4 separate regions of the Mus musculus genome follow, and all the other regions are linked to region 1. The links are chromatin contacts, called in public promoter capture Hi-C maps. All regions are on one chromosome and are shown on one strand. Each heading gives the region's core, a stretch centred on a gene start, on an enhancer-like site or on the middle of the called end of the contact. The rest is flanking DNA. Distances are from core to core; before and after follow the strand shown.

The links. Promoter capture Hi-C pulls out the DNA fragments that hold promoters and counts their contacts.
Region 2: a promoter capture Hi-C map of embryonic stem cells shows a contact between it and region 1, with 2.7 times the contacts expected there. The contact joins the enhancer-like site here to the promoter of Vxn in region 1. A contact is called at or near these places in 8 of 39 promoter capture datasets (the C10 cell line, cranial neural crest, embryonic stem cells and 3 more) and 2 of 9 other capture datasets (adipose tissue and liver).
Region 3: a promoter capture Hi-C map of hematopoietic stem and progenitor cells shows a contact between it and region 1. The contact joins the promoter of Cops5 here to the promoter of Vxn in region 1. A contact is called at or near these places in 7 of 39 promoter capture datasets (the C10 cell line, cranial neural crest, embryonic stem cells and 4 more), 2 of 115 datasets of contacts at active chromatin or transcription factors (large pre-B cells and stem cell-derived neural progenitor cells) and 1 of 9 other capture datasets (pancreatic islet).
Region 4: a contact with region 1 is called in a promoter capture Hi-C map of second pharyngeal arch cranial neural crest. The contact joins the enhancer-like site here to the promoter of Vxn in region 1. A contact is called at or near these places in 7 of 39 promoter capture datasets (the 3T3-L1 cell line, the HPC-7 cell line, cranial neural crest and 4 more) and 1 of 9 other capture datasets (liver).

The regions. Positions count from the first base shown.
Region 1 is chr1:9,599,811-9,602,730 of GRCm38.p6, forward strand. It overlaps Vxn (vexin), which reads left to right and starts at 1,457. Exons shown (of 6, transcript NM_178399.4): 1 at 1,457-1,840. The coding sequence starts at 1,774. All of the region lies in intron 3 of 2610203C22Rik (RIKEN cDNA 2610203C22 gene), which reads right to left.
Region 2 is chr1:10,084,321-10,087,240 of GRCm38.p6, forward strand. It overlaps Cspp1 (centrosome and spindle pole associated protein 1), which reads left to right. Exons shown (of 30, transcript NM_026493.3): 12 at 1,427-1,632. Among named protein-coding and RNA genes, the nearest start is that of Cspp1, 48 kb to the left of the region's middle. Within about 2 kb of position 1,566, at least 14 of the 459 cell types and tissues checked have an H3K27ac peak or open chromatin away from gene starts, as enhancers often do. A contact at or near this core is called in embryonic stem cells, where this site is marked.
Region 3 is chr1:10,036,662-10,039,581 of GRCm38.p6, forward strand. Cops5 (COP9 signalosome subunit 5) reads right to left here and starts at 1,498. Exons shown (of 8, transcript NM_013715.2): 1 at 1,009-1,498. The coding sequence starts at 1,151. Cspp1 (centrosome and spindle pole associated protein 1) reads left to right here and starts at 1,557. Exons shown (of 30, transcript NM_026493.3): 1 at 1,557-1,683.
Region 4 is chr1:9,980,360-9,983,279 of GRCm38.p6, forward strand. The region is part of intron 6 of Ppp1r42 (protein phosphatase 1, regulatory subunit 42); the gene reads right to left. Among named protein-coding and RNA genes, the nearest start is that of Tcf24, 14 kb to the left of the region's middle. Within about 2 kb of position 1,517, at least 12 of the 459 cell types and tissues checked have an H3K27ac peak or open chromatin away from gene starts, as enhancers often do. A contact at or near this core is called in liver and second pharyngeal arch cranial neural crest, where this site is marked.

The DNA of each region.
Region 1 (2,920 bases), core at 207-2,706:
TAAGACCAGATCATATCTCTGAAATTGAAACCAAAGCCCCATTTCAGTATGCAGAAGGCAGCACATAGGATTAGCCATTCACCTCAGATAGAGCAAACATGGCTAGCCAGAGGCACCCCCTATAATAGGTGTAATTCACAGAGAAAGAGATGAAGTGCTGAAAACTACCTAGGGAGCAAACATTTGTCCAGTACAGAAATATCAGTAGACACAACTCCATGTCTAAAATATGATGAACTAGGTTCACCCAAGGTTAAAGAATGGCAAGTCAAGACTAAAGAATTGAACACAAAGAGACTGGAGAGATGTTTCAGTGGTTAAGAACACCAACTGCTCTTCTAGAAGACCATGAATTGATTCCCAGCACCCACATAGCAGGTCACAATCACCTGTAACTCCAGTTCAGGGGATCTGTTGTCCTATGCTGGCAAAACATACACATTAAATAAAATTTTAGAAATTAATAGAACATGGTTGTAAATACTCGTAATCCCTACTTTGGGAAGGCTATGAGTTTGGGGCCAGCCTGGGCTATAGCATCATACACACACACACACACACACACACACACACACACACACAGAGAGAGAGAGAGAGAGTTTGAGGAGCTAGTTTATTAACTTTTCAGTCAATCTAGAGATTAAATCCAATTTTGGTGCAAATTAGCTATTTTAATCATTAAAGAAGCTAAAGTCTTCATACTTCAGTTTCTTGAGAATACCACGGTAAAATAATAATTAGCTAGAGCCATTGGTTAGTTATAGATACTCAATGATATCATATAGCTAGCTCCATGACTTGTAACTAATATTTAATAGGGCAGCTGTCACTGTTAATTTCATTACACTCCATCAGTCTTATGGTGTGAAACTGTGTAGCATAATAAAAAGTAGTGGGATTGGATAAAATGCATATGCTTATATATGTTTATGAAATGTATAGCTACCATGACATTTATTTGTGTATATATTAGGAAAGATTATATGAGGAAAATATAGCATACCCATAGACTATATAACATAAAAAGATAAGGCAATAAATACATTCCAATATAGAAGATAATAAAATATAACTATCCTATAAACGGGTCCCTTGGTGTGTGCACTGCCTGTTGCGTGACTATGCATACCTGTAGGGTTGTACAAAGAAACACTAAACTCTCACCTCCTGAAATGTAAGCCTTGTTGTCAAAGTGGATTGAGAAAAATATGTGGTGAAAAAACAGTCCTTTTATTTAAAATAGAAACTTTGAAGGGAGCGGAGTTAACATATGACAAATGAAGATCCTGTTCCCCTGGAGGAGGAGAAAAAGCCCTTCCTTTCTGGAATGAGACCCGGGCACACTGATAGCAAAACTGACGTTTCGTCTATTCCTCTTCTGTGAAATCCTCCAGCCAAGCTGTGCGCTAACTGAGTAGGCGAATTCACTTCGTCACTTCACAAAAGACTTCCAAATTCACTGCGGCAGACACTGGAAAATAAAATTGTTAAGTACATCCTAGCTGAGAGGGAGAGACGGAAGGCTCCGTGTTCAATCAAAGGTTTGCAATAATAGGAGTCATTTAAGAAAGAAAGAAAGAAAGAAAAAAAAAAAGACAGATGGGATTAGGAAATGTTGCTGCGGTGAGACTGTCATGAGAGGCACAGGCAGCCTGCCTTTTGTGGACCTGCACAATGATCACAGAGCCAGACTGGCTTAGGAGACCCTGGGACTAGGGCTCCAGAGAGAGGCCACGGGCTCCCGGACACCCTGCAGGGCAGGGGGCTGAGACCATGCATCAGATCTACAGCTGCAGTGATGAGAATATTGAAGTTTTCACCACGGTGATTCCTTCCAAGGGTGAGTAATAATCCTAACAACCGCTCTTGGCGTCCCCTATTGTGGCATCTTATGCGGGAGGTGACCCGGTGCTGTCGGACTAAGGTACACTAGTACTTGGTACCCTCGGGTCCCGAGGTCTGCTGGCTTCTTCGTGTCGATGTCATTTGATGTCCCCCTTTTCTGAAGAGGGGCACAAGGATAAACATCAATCATAGGGAAACAATCTATTCAGGCGGGGACGAGGACAGCATAGCCTTCCTGCTTCACTTAATTCGAAACGGACAACCCAGCAGGCTCAAAGGCTGGGACAATAAGTGATTGTTAAAGAGACAACGATGGAAACAAAATTTCCAGGGCAGCCTAATAAGCTTTCTTATTGTCTCCGGTAAAGGAAAAAAAAAGGGCAGGTTCTGAAGAGAGAATCAGCCGTTCCAAAGCCAACTCCATCTGACTTGGGAGGGAAAAGACTCCAGAAAGGCAATCAAACACCCAGAAAGGCAATGAAGCTGACCCCAGGCTGACTTATCCATAGGACCACAAAGGGAACTACCAAAAGGGAATCTTGACGTTATAACCTCTGGGTCCTGGCCATTGGTGCGGATCCCTGGGAAGGGCTTGTGAGTCCAAATTTGAGGAAGGGCCGATGATCCAGTCAGCTTTACCTTGCCATTGTTCTGACCCTGTAGCCCCTTGTCCTGCTGTGGCACAGGCTTACGCCTGGCTTGACTGTGATATTTGGCTAAAATGGTTTGAATGTTTGCTAGTGCTGGGAGCACACATTCAAACTATTCTTTTCTTCCTCTGTCCAATACTGAGGGGGGTTACCAGGGGTGGAGACTCAGCCTGGGCACAGGCAAACAGCTAAACATAAATTGAGCTCTCAACATCTACTACTGAGGGAAAGGGAGGAAAGGGGAAGTTGGGAGTGTGCCCATGTGTAGGAGTTGAAATTCGCTCTGGAGATTCTGAAAGTCAACCCTTCTGAAGAGGAATGAATTAGATCTGTGTGTATAGAGGTGGCCTTTCCATTTACTTTATCTCTGCCTTTTGTTTCTGTGGGTTTTTTGGGGGGGTAGGGTGGGGTTGCATTGCTAGTGG
Region 2 (2,920 bases), core at 316-2,815, 480 kb after region 1:
GTGCGTGTTCCTGAGATGTGCAGAGCCTGGTTCAGTCACCAGAGGCTGCTGGCCCTCGTGTTTTATTCTGCTCCAGTGTGCTTCTTTTTGTGTTTCTGACTATTCCTGTCATACACATTTTAACCTTACAAGTCAATCCTGACCCAGGATGGATCATATTCTTTTTATAGCTGCTTGAGGAGCTGAGGCCTCTGTGGGCTACAGAGTAAGTTTACAGTGAGTCTGGCATCTTAATAAGGCTCACAAAGTAAAGTAAACAGCAAACCAAGGGAATGTAAAGGATCAGTAGCTCAGTGGGGAGCTGCTGCTTAGCAGGGTGAGGCCTTACACTTAATCCCTGGTTCCCAGTAACAGGGAGGAAACACCCTTCCCGAAAGTATGGCCTGCAGGGGGAAAAAAGGGTCCAAAGGTAATTCTTTTTTGTTTCTCATTAAATACCTTTAAAGTAGCCATTGCAATAAAAAATTAGCTTTTCGAAACTTGAGCTTTTTAGTATAATACATTGGCATGTTAAATTTTACAGTATATCGTAGATCTTATTTATTCTGGAATTGAATCACCTAAAGAGTGTCAAGTTGAATAAATATGCATTAGAGGGAATACTTAAATATCATTTAATAAATTTATTAAATTATGAATTATAGTTTTAGTAATTATATAATGATCTATGTTAACAAGTTTATACAACCATATTATTTTATAAATTTATAAAAGAATCATACAAATATGTAAATTATATTCCTATAATTAAATATATGTTATAATAACTTTATATGATAATTATAAAATTTAAAACTGTAGATTAATAAATTTATAAATTATTTTATAGTCTGTAGTAGAACTTATTTATTCTGGAATTGAATCACCTAAAGAGTGTCAAATTGAATAAATCTGTATTAGAGGGAGTAGTTAAAGATTATTTAAGATTTAAAAATTCCATAAAATGATATTCTTGAGTAAAGATTAGTGAGCAGCTCTGGCCTACCCTGTTGTGGCTTTTTTGTAAATTCGTTCTTATTGTGGCACAGCTTCCTTCAGTGCTCACATGATTGTTGTAGGGAGACTGAGGCCTGCAAAGCCTTCCCTAGTGGGTCTCCCAAGTAGCAACTGAGGAGAGATGTGCTGCTGCTGCTGCTGCTGTCTAAGAGAGAGACCTGCGCGGGAGTTCACAGCTGCCTGGACTTGTTCTTTATCCATGTACTGATCATGAGCCTGCAGGTGACTTACCTGCTTCTCGGCAGTCTCAGTTTCCTGCTTATAAAATAAGAAGCAGATCTTTAAGGTCTTTTTTAGCTGTAAAATTTTGCTGTTCTGTGACTGTCTTAAGTGCCTGCTGGGGTCCTTGGAGGTCCTTGTCACCCTTAAACTTATGATTCTATGTAACAAACAGGTTCTTTTTTTTTTTTTGTCTTTTTCTTTATTGTAGCCTGATAGACTAAAGCAGTTTAGTTTGACACCAAGACACTTTGAAGAGATGCCACCTGAGAGGCCCAGAGTAGCTTTCCAGACACCTCCCCCTCCCTTCTCTGCCCCGTCTAGCCCATCCGTCCCACCAGTTCATTCCGCCCCTTCTCACAATGAAGACTTGCACAGTGGACTCGGCAGCACCCTTGGTGAACTGGCGCATCCCAGGTGCTTGTTTAAATGTTTGTCTTTGGGAATTAGGGTAGGCCGCGTGTGCTCCACCTTACAAGGGTGTGCTGCTGCAGATGATGCTTCCGAGATGCCTCAGGGCCATGAGCAACTTCGCTGAGGAGTTTTTTTCTTCTTCATTGTTATTGATACTTCTTCTCTGCTGTTAGAAAAAGGAGAAATCTTCAATGTTTTTATCATTTACTATTTTTAAAATGAATTAGTAACTACATGTTAGTATAAGGTATGCATTGTTCAGTTATTTCCACTTGGCAATCATTGAATTGTTTCTTCAGCTTATTCCAAAAAATTTACTAATCTGGTACATGTCTGTCTGGCTTAACAGTTTTCTCTGGGCTTACTCTTGGGCTGTTGGGATTATAACCCTGGATTTCATATTGAACATGTCATTTCTATAGGGAAAACACATTATGCTAATCTATATATAATAGAAACCCTGTAACACGAATATTTTCTGGCCTGTAATTATTAATATACTAATTATAGGAATATCTTTACATTTGTAGATGTTTTTCTTAATCTTCTAATACATTTCTGAGATATCTTTCAGCAGGACTTGGTCTTTTATTTGTTACTAACAAACTGTGGGGCTTTTCTTACAGCCTTTCTCAGGTACTTCCTTCATTTTCTTCAATGGCTTCCCTACTCCAAAGGCTGAGAGACTGGAATTAGAGAGCCACAGTGCTTTCTGTTGTGGGTTAGAGGCTGGAGTAGTCGGCTTCACTGGACTTTATGCAAAAAAGTTTTCTCATTTGTAAAAGGTGATGGTAGTACTTGACATAGTTAGAGGGCTGATGTAAACATTAGTTTTCTATGTATAGATACAATTTAGGAGTTGCTGATAATAGATTGTTTTCATAACAGTTACTCAGGTTGTTTTTGCTGGCGTCTGCACTGATGATGGTGAGGTTAGACTCACTGACTGACCAATAACGTGTGGAACCGCTGCCTACCGAAGAGACTTTGGTGTTACCTCAGCCCTCAGATTCTTTAAGGCAAAATATGTTAATGTTTGAGTAAAAAAACCTAGAGTCTCCCCTTTTTCTTTGTTTATCTAAAGTTATTTGCCTTTGCCATTTCTATTAGTGAAGAGTAAATCCTGTGCTGGTAGAAGCACATTTGCTCCTCAGTGAGGAAATGTGGAAGGACAAGGTTTTATACATTTTAAATTTATGAACTCTTAAATATATCAGGGCCATATGGATTCTCAAGTAGCCACATTGTGGTTTAACTTTCTGTGAAAAAGCAGTAGGTTTTACATATAAAA
Region 3 (2,920 bases), core at 248-2,747, 440 kb after region 1:
ATGACATCATTAATAGCTACGTTTAACCTTTATCTTATAGATAAGTTTAGATACTTTAGTTTCCTAATGCCAGTCAACAGTCTAAATGACAGTTATTGAGACCTGATTTTCAGTCTATTGAACCTAAGCTCATTGCTATAGTATGACCATGAGGTGTGTTTCTGAATGTATTTGCTTATTTTTCTATTTACAGAAAGGGAAAGAATCCTGGATTGTCAAGATTATTAAAAGACACGAAAATCTTCAGGCCAGTGCCAGGCCCACAGTAAGAACTCAATAAACACTGAAAACAGAGTACTGACGGTTAAAGCCAGCTGTGCCATCAGAACAAAACACCTGGAGACAGCAAGACAGTCTACTCAGCAACCTTTTGTAATTTTTTTCTTCACTCTCCTTAATACAATTTGCTCTAAAGAATCATTTGACTTGTCGTCAATCCCAAAGATACATGGATTTGGCTGGGGAAAATGCTTCTAAGCTCTCTCTTATAATTCCTGGTTTACATGAATTGTAGTAGTATTGTAGGGAACTGCTAAGAGGATTTGGTATGTGTCTAAAGAGCTGAAAAAAAACCAAACCAATCAATCCAAGAGCTCATGGATTTTTTTTTTTTTTTTAAATCAATGCTCTGCTCATTCGATTTATAAAAACAGCCACGCTCTTCAGTTTGGGAATCTACTGAAGGCTGCAACTAACTGCATGTAGCCACCAGGTTCAAGGCAGAGTGTGTGAGATTTACAAAAATAATCATGTTGACAAAAGTCGCACCCCAAGTCAGCCCTTTACACGCCCTGAAGGCAAGAAACTTTCTAAAAGGGGAATCGAAGCAGGCCCTAGAGGACAGGTAAGGCTCTACTGACAAGGCAGACTAAGGCCACTGTGGCCAATATTCGGTCGACGCCCCACAGAAAGCCAAGCTCACCACACCCTTCATCTCCCACCCCTCGCGGGTCTCTCACAGTCCCGCCATCCCTGCCCTCCCCTGCGTCTCGCCAGGGACCTCCTCACTCCTTAGTCCAGGGTTTCGCCGCCAGGATTTCTTGTTGTTGTTTTTTGTCATATTTGTAGATTTCATCGATACTCTGCGCTTCCTGCATGTTGTTGGCCAATTCCCAGGTTTTCTGGGCCATACCACTCCCGGAAGCTGCCATGGCCGAGGCACCGGAGAAGCTGTCGCTCCACAATCAAGATGCAACTTTCTTCTACTGGGCCTCAGCGTGCGGGCTTTGGACCTTCCCCACCAGGGTGCACACTCACTAGACTCTCAAGGCAGCCATGACACTTGAGACCGGAGGTGACGTTGGTCCAGACCATTCGCGCGCTGGGGCGCGGCGGCGGCGCAGCGACATAGAAAACACTTCCTTAGGGTTGGCTCGGCTCGGCTCGGCTAAGATCAGTCTTGCCGGTGAAACGAGAACATGCTGGCTCGGAAATCCGTTCGTGTGAACTGCGAGGGACGCAAAGCCTCGGTGTGGGAATGGTACAGCCTTTCGCGCCGGAAGGCGGGACTATTGGCCTGCCAGGAAGGAGTCGGCCGGCTCGGCTCGTACTGCGCAGACTCAGATGCCACCATATTGTGTGTAGGAGGAAACTTGAGTTTGGGGAATTATGTTTATGTGAGTGTAGGTGCTTCAAACGAAATAAATTGTTTGGAATACTAAATATCTCTAGAGAAACAGAGGTGTAAGTATCTCCGGATTATTGGTTTTGGAGGGGGAAGATCGCGTGACTCTTTTAAGATAATTTGCGGTGTGTTAAGCCTCCGGGGTTTGTGGTTGGCGTTCCGCTTTTGTGTTTTCGCTACTGTTGCGAGGTGGCAAGCAAAAGTTACCGGTTGCTAAGATTAACTTTTTTAGGGACTTTATAGGGTAACATTTTATACAAGTGTTAGGAGCGGTGAATGCCTTAGGCGCTACTTTTTAAAAAAGGTTTGTCTCAGTGCAGATTTAATCTCCGCAACCTGTGCCTTCCAGCAGTTAATGTGAAATTTGTTTCAGTCGTATTTTTAGGTTTTCTTCCCTCACATTCTCATCCCCAATTGCCCACTAGACTGTAAGTTGAAGGCATGCATGAAATTTGTGTTTTATTTAATTCTAATATATTTAATTTTTTTCGTAACACGGTTCTTAAAGACTTCTCCAGCTTCATCATCTTCTTTTAGCTCCCCCAACCCAGTTTTTCATTCTATTAGAACTTTTTTCCTTGGCTTAGTAATATATTAGTTGTTAGGCATTGCTTGAAATGCACTTCTTGACATTTCTGCTTTAGAGCACACAGATTTTAAAAAGCACAGCTCGGAGATGCCTTTCCTTAACTCTTCGTCAGTAACTGCTCCTTCACAGGAATTCGAAGGCTCTGTAGCTGCTTCACCTGGACCCCGGGGTTTTTGCAGTTCTGGAACTATGTAGTCCAGGCTGGCCTCAAACTCGAGAGCTGCCTGCTTGAGTGCTGGGATTCAAGGCGTGCACCACTACTGCCCGTCTGTATCCTCTTCTAATGCAGGTGCTTTTGCCTGGGCTGCAGGAGACCCTGTTTCAAAAAGTCAAGGAGCTGGGCAAACAAAACAGAGCAAGGACATTGCAACATTCTTCTAATTCCAGTACTTGGGAGGTGGAGAATGGAGAATCAAGAGTTCCAACCCCGCTTTCTCCCTGGACTATTGGAGACAAAATAACGAAACCAAAAATAAAAATAGAATCTTCTTAAAGTATAACTTCGGGCACACTAGGGACATTAGAGTACATTAGTATCTTAAGTTCTTTCTGAGAAGCTTGTGTAAGCTTGTTCCAGTGGTCACAATACACAGCCACTCGAAACATACAGAATAACATGTTGAAATGGTAATGAAAGCCCAGGACAGAGAGTTGACCAGACTGCTGGTGCGGACATTCCTTCTCTCACATCCACACTTCGTGACTGG
Region 4 (2,920 bases), core at 267-2,766, 380 kb after region 1:
GTGTGTGTGCATGTGTGTGTGAGTGTGTGTGTGTGTATGTGTGTGTGTGTGCATGTGTGTGTGTGTGTGTGTGCATGTGTGTGTGTGTGTGTGTGTGTGTGCATGTGTGTGTGTGTGTAGCCTTTTTCCTCAGTGCTAGAACCACTAGCGTGAGTCAGCCTGCTTGGCCTTTGACATGAATCCTCATTTATGGCACACACTGGACTGACTGCATTATCCCTCTGGCCTTTACACTTATACTTGTTGAGCTTTTCTCTATTTTTTAGTTTCCTGATTTAAAAAATATGCACGTATTATAAACAACTGAAACATAATGAAAGAAGAGAAAAAAGGTCTTTTGTTATTCATACCCTGCCTTCCCCTGCTGAAGATGTTCACTGGGAACAGTTTGGACTTGATCCCCCTTCTAAGATTATGTTCGTTTTTAAAGTAGAAATGTTACAATGCAAGTAAAATGATATTTATAAACTTAACATTTGGTCTTAGAACAAAATAATATAAAAGCCAGGCATAGTGGCACACATCTTTAATACGAGCACTCAGGAGGCAGAGGCAGGCAGATCGCTGAGTTTGAGGTCAGCCTGGTCTATATAGAGAGTTCCAAAATACTCAGGCTACACAAAGAAACCCTGTCTCAAATATATATATCATATATATACACACACACACATATGTATATATACACATATATAACTACCTATATACATATGTTTATATACCATATATAAAAATGTATATATAGTAAGCATTCTAGTATGTCTTTAAACACAATTTCTGATAGGTGACAAATTATTATATATGGATTGTTTATAAAATACTAAACATGTCCATTATTTTATTTTACCTATATTTGTATCACATAAAGTGGTTTATGTGGCTTTTATTTAACAAAAAGACTATCTTTTCTAACAGTGTATCTGTATAATTCTTAAGCTGTTTTTCATTATCTGAGTAAGGTCTTCCACTGAGTCCCAGACTATAGTAAGGATACAGGAAAAGTTTTTTGGTCATGTTCTTTCAGGGTGCCTGAGACTACTCTAAAAAAAGTGATTCGGGCTGGAGAGATGGCTCAGTGGTTAAGAGCACTGACTGCTCTTCCAAAGGTGCTGAGTTCAATTCCCAGCAACCACATGGTGGCTCACAACCATCTGTAATGGGATCTGATGTCCTCTTCTGGTGTGTCTGAAGACAGGGACAGGACAGTGTACTCACATACATAAAATAAATAAATCTTTAAAAAATAAAAGTTGATTCTACTGCTGAAAGATTTAATGCTGCCACTTAAATACCTGCAATATTGTATTTAAAGTATTGTTTTAAAATAATGTTGTATTTAAAGTATAAAGTAGAGTAATATACAGAGTATAGTGGTCTGTTCCTCGCCCACAGGTGACAGACTCCAGCCTGCAGGAGACTGCAGGCTGCAGGCAGAATGCTGGCCCAGAAGGACCACATTTACCCTGGCCAGGGACACGTATGGTAATGTTTAACTCAGGCAAAGAGATTAGCAGCTAGCAATCAGACAGCCCTAACACCGTGGTGTTATACACGTGTGGTAAATATGCCTTCTCCAGATACCTTACTGGTGTCACGTAGTTCCTAACTGTGGCTGGCAGTGGGCACCAGAGGTCTTGTCTCTGGAGATGTAACCACTTTACATTTTTTGTACCTTTCTTACCTAAATGACAAGCACTTTCCAAACTATAGTTCGAGGAGTTGGCAAGGTGTTTTGCCATTATGCTTTTTTGGACTTAAAACCACATCAGCCACTTTTATGCTCAGTTTCTTACATGCTTGTCTTTATTGATGCCTTTACATATTTGCTTCTTTTAGCAATTATATAACTTGCTAGTGTATTTTGGGTGACTATATATTCACGTATATGTACACACACACACACACACACTGTCTTGAGTAATCTGATTCCATGTCATTTTTAGTACATAATCTTGCCTAAGGCTCTTATGTATAGAAGTGATTTTGGAGAGAGAGCAGGTAACTGACAATAGAGAGATTTATTTCACTTTAACAATTTGTTCTCAACATGAAATGTGCTTTCCACCCACGCTATGTAAACCAGGTATGTAGGGTTTGTTTCATTTATTGAGGACTGGGTAAACTGCACAACATAAAATGGTCCTTCATAGACTTTTAACTTTCATTGTTGTTGTTGTCTGGTCTTAAATGTGGTAAAAAGAAGATAAATGAGAACAACAAAGACAAAATTCAATTCAAATTACTTGTTATATGGATATGTGCATAGACTTGAAAGACATACACCAAAGTTTTTTTGGTTTTTGGGTTTTTTTTTGGTTTGTTTGTCTGTTTTGTTTTTCGAGACAGGGTTTCTCTGTATAGCCCTGGCTGTCCTGGAACTCACTCTGTAGACCAGGCTGACCTCAAACTCAGAAATCCACCTGCCTCTGCCTCCCGAGTGCTGGGATTAAACCACCTGACTTTTTTTTCTTTAAAGTATTAATTTTGTAATCATAAAGTATGTTATAGAAGGAATAGTTATGTAAGAGAAGGTTTGAGTAATTTTTGCTTTTAGAAATTTTATAGAGCTAAAGCTTAACCTCGGGGCCTAATGAGTCGGCGATCCACACTGCAGCCTATATTGAATTTTTGTTTTTGAGTCAGGGTCTCACAATATAGCTCTGGCTGTCCTGATGCTCGATATACACATTAAGCTGTTCTTGAACTCAAACCTCTGCCTTCCATGTGTAGGCTTAAAGGCTTGTGACACAGACTTTCTTCATAGTAGACTGTTCTTACTCATTACACATTGATTGCGTTTCCTTTCCCCTCTGGCTGAGTGAAGCCAACTGACGCAGTTGGGTGTGGTGCCAGAGAGGCAAAGGGGAGTGGCTGCCCAGCACAGCTGCCTGCACAACTTTGAAATCATACCGCCATAATTCTC